Linked DNA regions of Hordeum vulgare: region 2 is linked to region 1. The links are chromatin contacts, called in public Hi-C maps. All regions are on one chromosome and are shown on one strand. The core of a region is the stretch at or near the end of the contact, and the rest is flanking DNA. Distances in the headings are between cores, read along the strand shown. Region 1 has its middle 45 kb from the start of LOC123402161. Region 2 has its middle 54 kb from the start of LOC123401101.

Evidence for each region. A called contact is a pair of places that touch in the nucleus more often than the background predicts.
Region 2: a Hi-C map of leaf shows a contact between it and region 1, with 2.7 times the contacts expected there. The contact joins two enhancer-like sites. A contact is called at or near these places in 2 of 6 Hi-C or Micro-C datasets (leaf and seedling).

What each region holds. Positions count from the first base shown.
Region 1 is chr6H:106,944,527-106,947,890 of MorexV3_pseudomolecules_assembly, forward strand. No RefSeq gene overlaps it. Among protein-coding and RNA genes, the nearest start is that of LOC123402161, 45 kb to the right of the region's middle. Within about 2 kb of position 1,650, at least 3 of the 3 cell types and tissues checked have open chromatin away from gene starts, as enhancers often do. A contact at or near this core is called in leaf and seedling, where this site is marked.
Region 2 is chr6H:107,327,304-107,330,667 of MorexV3_pseudomolecules_assembly, forward strand. No RefSeq gene overlaps it. Among protein-coding and RNA genes, the nearest start is that of LOC123401101, 54 kb to the left of the region's middle. Within about 2 kb of position 1,523, at least 3 of the 3 cell types and tissues checked have open chromatin away from gene starts, as enhancers often do. A contact at or near this core is called in leaf and seedling, where this site is marked.

The DNA.
Region 1 (3,364 bases), core at 400-2,899:
ATGCTCTTACATTTATTTATAGAGGGAGTACATGATAACTTGATTCACGCACACCGATGGTAGGACTCATGCATAGATTTTATTTCTTTACTAAAAGAGGTCGTTTTTAGATGCAGCAAGTAAATTTTTTTAGTTGTGCGCGTACTAAGTAATACCCCTTTATAAATAAATATAAGATTTTTTATTTATAGATGACTAAAGTAAGTAAGTATGGATGTCAAGGGAAGCTAGAATTAATTTAAAACATGGAAGTAAGAATTTAAAAAAGTCACGATCAACCAAGAAAAGATGCTCGACGCACACAAGCACGCGAAACATCACCATCGGGACAGAGATACACACTTGGGTTCTTCTTGTTATAGAAACTTCGAAAGTCGGTGACCGGCGAGAGCCGCCATGGTATGGAAAAGAAGCATGAATCAAGAAGATGACCTTGTTCTGTTTAGCTGACTCTCGACCAGGAGTAATATATGGGAGGCATGCGTCAAATGGGAACCCTATTTAGTGCCATAGGCGCCCGTTAAAAACAAATTTTGCAAACCGGCGCCTGCAGCGCTCCGCCATCGGCTCGTCCATTTAGAGATCCGATTTGTGTTTTATCCCGTGAACCTTTGACTAAATTGATGAACTTTTTTAAAAATCGGTGAACTTTATTTTAAATCGATGAACATAATTTAAAATTCGTGTGCTTTTATCAAAATCAATGAACTCTTTTTAAAAATTGATGAACTGTTTAAAATTAATGGTTTTTCCGAATTCTGTGAAGTTTTGAAAATGCATAAACATGCTTGAAAAATAGTGGACTTTGTTTTAATCATTCAACGTTTTTCGTCAATCTGATTTAAAAAAACACTTTTTCGATTTTTAAAGACCAACATATTCTACATGGGCCGGCCTACGAAAAGGAGTGTTGCAGGCGCCGGTTTGCCTTCAGCGCCGTATAGGACCTCCCTTGCGTCAAAGGACACAACGCTCATCCTCGACAAAGTTGCGTGAGAAAGTTGGGCCGAGAGCGAATGTGGGCTGACGGCAGCATGAAAAGCCGTCGGAAAATATATGTCGGCACGATCATCCTCCTCACCCATGTCTGCTTTAGAAAAACACAGTACAGTATATAAATTCGTGGTGAGGAACAATGGCGCTCGTCCCGTGCCCTCGCGGACTCCCGGACGCATGCTGCCGCCATGAAACCACGGATTAACGGTCCGTCTGTCTAGAGCCAACGGGTGGCAGGTCGAGAGGGTTTGTTCACAGAGGTCGATGCATTACCAACGGCGTACCTCGGGCAGCGTAGATGCGTCCTGCCGCACGCGATCGGTCCGTGCACGACCGACCGACCGATTTGTTTGAACATTTCGCCACGGCAAGCCAGGTAACTCTTCGTTGATGCAAGCGACAGTTATACCGTCCATCACTTGACGACGAGCCTGAGCCACACGTACGCCAACGAGTAATAAACAAACGAAACTAGTAGAGCTCACGAATTCCAGCCGGTCTGATAATGACCACGATGGACGACCTGCGTGCTGCTAGTCAGAAAAGAACACCGAATACGCGTGGAATGAGGCTTTCACTCTTGGGATCATATCAACGGAAGCGACCCGTCGTATCTATTCAAAGATCGTATTGTAGTAGTACGTGGTTGATCTGCAGATCTGCACTGCGCTTGCTAGTAGCTTCACCGTTCCGCTCTCCTTTTCTCTCAAAAGGCCGAGCAGTCCAACCCATCCATTCGTCCGTCCTTGACTCTTCGGCGATGGCGAAAGAGCACGCCGGCGATGCCTCGAGAGTCGCGCGTCGCTCTCGGCCGGAGGAACCGCGAATATGTATCTGCTTGTACATGCCGTGGTACGGAAGGGGCGCGCCAAAGAAAGAATAAAGGTGATGTGCCCTTTTGCTACCGCTTGAAATGAGTGCTGGAAGCAGCTTTGGGGTGGCATTAGACGAACAAGATAAGCTTGTTTAGTGGATCTTCTTTCGGCAAAGCAAAGATGGCGCGCAGCTGGAGTCAAAGAGCAGGAGGATCTCGACATCTCGTTACCTGTTCTTGTTCGGATACATACCGGAGGCCGATGAAAGGCGAGAGGAAATGGAGTAACCTGAGGAGACGGAACGTGCTTGGCTTGCCCATGCATCGGAACAGCAAGATGGTGGGCGGGGAAGTGGTGATGTGCACGGCACACGTCTCGTGATTCCGGACTCCCTGTCTAGATAGATCACTGTGCTGTGATTGTCTGCTTCGTTTTGTCTTCGGTTTTATCGCCTCGGTCGAACGAACACGGCAGCATGCATCCATTGTACAGCTGCTCGTGGCGTACTTCTGGGTCGACAAGTATTGGTGCTGCACACGCGGCACGCAGTAACTGCGGCCTCCCTGCCGGTGATGGTGTGGTGTCGATATGCTCCAGCTAGACATCCATGCAGGAAAGCACGTACGTACCATACGTGTTACGGGTGCATGTGAAACATGGCGGCGTCGGCTGGCAGCTAACAGTATATTTTGTACAGGAAAATAGTGCTCCCTCCGTTTTTAAATATAAATCTTTTAAAAAAATTCATTAAAGAACTATTTACGGAAATAAGTGAATCTATATTTTAAAAATATGTCTACATACATTTATATATTTTTTTAATATTTTTTTAAAAAAACTTATATTTAGGAACGGAGTAAGTATAGTACATGCATGAGACGCTTCCAGTGGTTGAGGAGTGCATTACATGCATGTGCCACCATGTCGGAAGAGGAACACATCCTCCATCTACTTAGATGTAGCAGCCGATCTGAATTCATTGATTGGTGTCCATGGGCAATGGCTACGGGGTAGAGATGAATTTAATCGATAAATGGCATGGTACGACTTGTCAGTAATCAGGTCTCAGTGAGCTTAATCAACTAGAGTAGCTATTGGGAGTGAGACAAACTCACAACCACCGACGTTTCAGCTGTTGTTGGCAGCACTTGTGTGAGTCTTTGAGACGTATTCCATCACCGGCTAAGAGCATCTCCAAAAGCCGCGCTTCGCGCCGCCCTCAAAAAATGTATTTACAGCGCGCGCCGGTTAGTTTAGCGCAGGGATAGGCGCTGGCTCCAACAGCCGCGCTATAATGCAGCGCACGCGTCGCTCCAGCAGTGTCCAAAAATGCAGCAGGCACAAACCACATATATACATTTCAAAAAATAAGAGAAAAACGATCAAACAAACAAAATAAATCAACAATAAATAGTTATTACAACTCAAACAAATAGTTTATCGTTCAGTACAACAAATAATGTAATAAACACAACCAATAGTTCATGAACAATACAATACAAATAATGCAATCAAATCATGCTCTTTGTCGTCCATGCCATGCCCACCACTCT
Region 2 (3,364 bases), core at 273-2,772, 380 kb after region 1:
CAGATTGTTTGACCAAAATGGAAGCAATTGTGAAATAGTCAAGGAGATCATCAAGGAATATATATCTACGAGAATTAGATTTATTTTTTACTTGCATACGATGTCAATAGTTTTACTCGAAACACATTTGAAGTCAAAGTGAGATCTTATTGTTTTGGAGTATTCTATGAATATTTTCCATGCACAAGTGAAATTACATGTGAACAGTTAAAGAAGCTTGAATTACATGAGGTGATTGCATGTATAGGGCAATCATGTGTAAGGCGATGTTTTTGAGATCTTATTCTTGGAGTTACAATGATGGTTTAATCAATGTCCCGGTAGATAAGTTTATTGTACGGGTATTTAACTACTTCTTTAGTAAAAGGGGAAGAATAGTTCTTTCTGTGTTCCCCATTCAACTAGCTTCGTGACATCTAATGCGCAACTGATGTCCTATAAGTAGCCATCAGCTCGAGTTCAACTCCACTAAGCAAACGAGGTGGGACTAATACATGTGCTGAATTTTTCGTCCCGCATGGCGCTTTCAGTTCTAAGCCCACACCATGGTACACATTTAGATGGTGTTTCTTATTTAGCGCTGCATGCGTCCGTTTGTGTGCATTTTTGTAAACTGGCGCCTGCAGCACCTGTGATGGCCCGGCCCATTACACTGTGTCTTTTAATACTCCAAAAATTATAGAGTAGATGGGATTCGAACCAGGGACATCCGGCCACGTACTAAGATGTGGTTGATTAGCTTATTTACATTTTATTACTTATTCTCTTTTCCAATAATTCTGCTCAGTTTATCTTTTCTTTTTTTCTTTTTTTTTTGATTTTATTTTTCTCATTCTTACTTTTTTTGATATATTATGATGAACTTTTTCCAAAGTTTATGAGTTGTTTCAACTTTGATGAACTTTTTTCAAATTTAGTGATTTTTTCAGAAAATAATCGATGAACATTTTTTCAACATCTGTGAACTTTTTTTCAAATACGATGAACTTTTTTCAAAAATGATGAACTTTTATCAAATTTGATTATTTCTTTTGAAATCCATAAACCTGTAGATATTTTTTAAAATTTTGTGAACTTTTATCACGTTGGATGAACTTTTTCCAAAATCAATATTTGTTTTTCAAAATTAATGAATTGTTTTTTAATTTGGTGAACTTTTTTTAACCTTTGACGAAATGTTTCCAAATTTGATAAACTTTTTAAAATTTTGACAAACCTTTTTCAAATATGTTGAACTTTTTTGAACACGGATTAACTTTTTTTTCAAATTTGATGAACATTTTTCAAAATCACTGAAATTTTTATAAAAATTAATGTACCTTTATAAAATGTGATAAACATTCTAGAAATTTGATTACTATTATAGTTAAAATCTGTCAACATTTTTTCAATTTAAAGAACTTAGTTTGCAAAAATCGGTGTACTTTATTTTCCAAAAATCAATGAAATTATTCTGGACCTGCAGGAGTACCGAGCTGTTTGATGGGCTGGCCCAAGGTGGGGCGCTGCAGGCGCCCGGAGGGCAAACGGGCGGCTGCAGCGCCATATAGGAGGTCCCCATTTATATTGCCTGTTTGCCCCAGTTTGGTTTAGTATAGTTCGTTCGACTTCTTGCATATGGGCCGGCCGAATATAGGGAGAACACTGCCTCATTTCCTCCCTTTTCACGTTTTTATTTCATATTTTACACATTCTTTTACTTTTATTTACACTTTCAAATATACCAAACCAACATTTCAGAAACTATACTTTATATAATGTTAAAAAAATGTTAATTATGCATTTATAAAATATTAAATATGTATATAAAAAAGTTGACTCTGCATTAAAAAGTGATGAATTATTTTGATCATGTATATATATTAAAAACAAGAATTTGAAAAATGTTGAAGAAGCATTTAAAAATTGTGAACCAAGCATTTGCAAAATGTTAAATATGTATATAAAAAATTATGACCATGCATTAGGAAATAATTATTTTTTAATCATTGTATATAGCAAATGTTAATCAAGTATCTGAAAAATATTGAACAAGATTTCAAAATTGATAAGCAAGCACTTGGGAAATTTAAAATCTGTATAGAAAAAAAAGGTTGCATGCATTAGAAAAATAATGATTCTTTATATCATTGTATATAAAAATGTTAACCGGACATTTGAAACAATATTAAATAAGATTTCAAAAATGATAATCAAGCATTTGGGGAAATTTAAAAGTGTATAAAAAATTGGCCATGCACAATGGTTGGAACATGTAAAAAGACTTATATTTAGGAAAGGGAGAATATAGTTTATATAATATTTTGAAAAATGTTAATTATGCATTTTAAAAAATGTGTAAAACATTGTTGACCGTGTATTAAATTGTTATGAAATTTTTTGGTTATATATATATATATATATATATATAATCAAGAATTTGAAAAACTGTTGAACAAGTATTTCAAAAATGTTAACCAAACAATTAGAAAAATGAAAAATTATGACCATGCATTAAAAAATAATGACTTTCCTATCAAATTAATCAAGCATTTGAAAATATATTAAACAAAATTTCAAAATTAATAATCTAGCACTTGCAAAATTTAAAATGTATATATGAAAAATGTGACCATACTTTTGAAAAATAATGAATTACTTTACCACTCTATAGAAAAAATATGTATAAAGAAATCTTGGCCATGCATTAAAAAATGTTAATCTTGCATTTCTGAAATTTTGATGAAGCATTTAAAAAATGTTAAATATGCATGGAATTTCTATGAAATTTTTTTAATCTTGTATATGAAAATGTTAATCAAGCATTTGTTTTTTTTCAAAGTGTGTATATGAAAAAGGTTGACCATGTATTCAAGAAAATGTTAATCAAGAATTTAAAATAATATTGAACAATATTTAAAAAACGATAATCTAGCACTTGGGAAATTTATATATGTATATAAAAAATGTTGCTCATACATTAGAAATATAATGAATTTTTACCATTGTATAGAAACAAATTTGACCGTGCATTCAAAAACGTTATTCTTGAATTTGAAAAATATTGATAAATCTTTTGACAAATATTAAATGTGCATGGAATTTATATTAAAAAATGTTAATCCTGTATATGAAATTGTTAATCAAGAATTTCAATTTTTTTAAAGTGTGTATATAGAAAATGTTGACCATGTATTCAAGAAATATTAATCTTGTATCTAAAAATGTTAATCAAGCATTTGAAAACATATTGAACACAATTTAACAAATTGATACTAAAGCATTTGGGAAATTTAAAATGTGTATTGAAATAATGTTTACCATGCATTAGAAAAATAGTGATGTTTTTTATTTATGTATTAAAATGTTTATCAAACATTGGAAT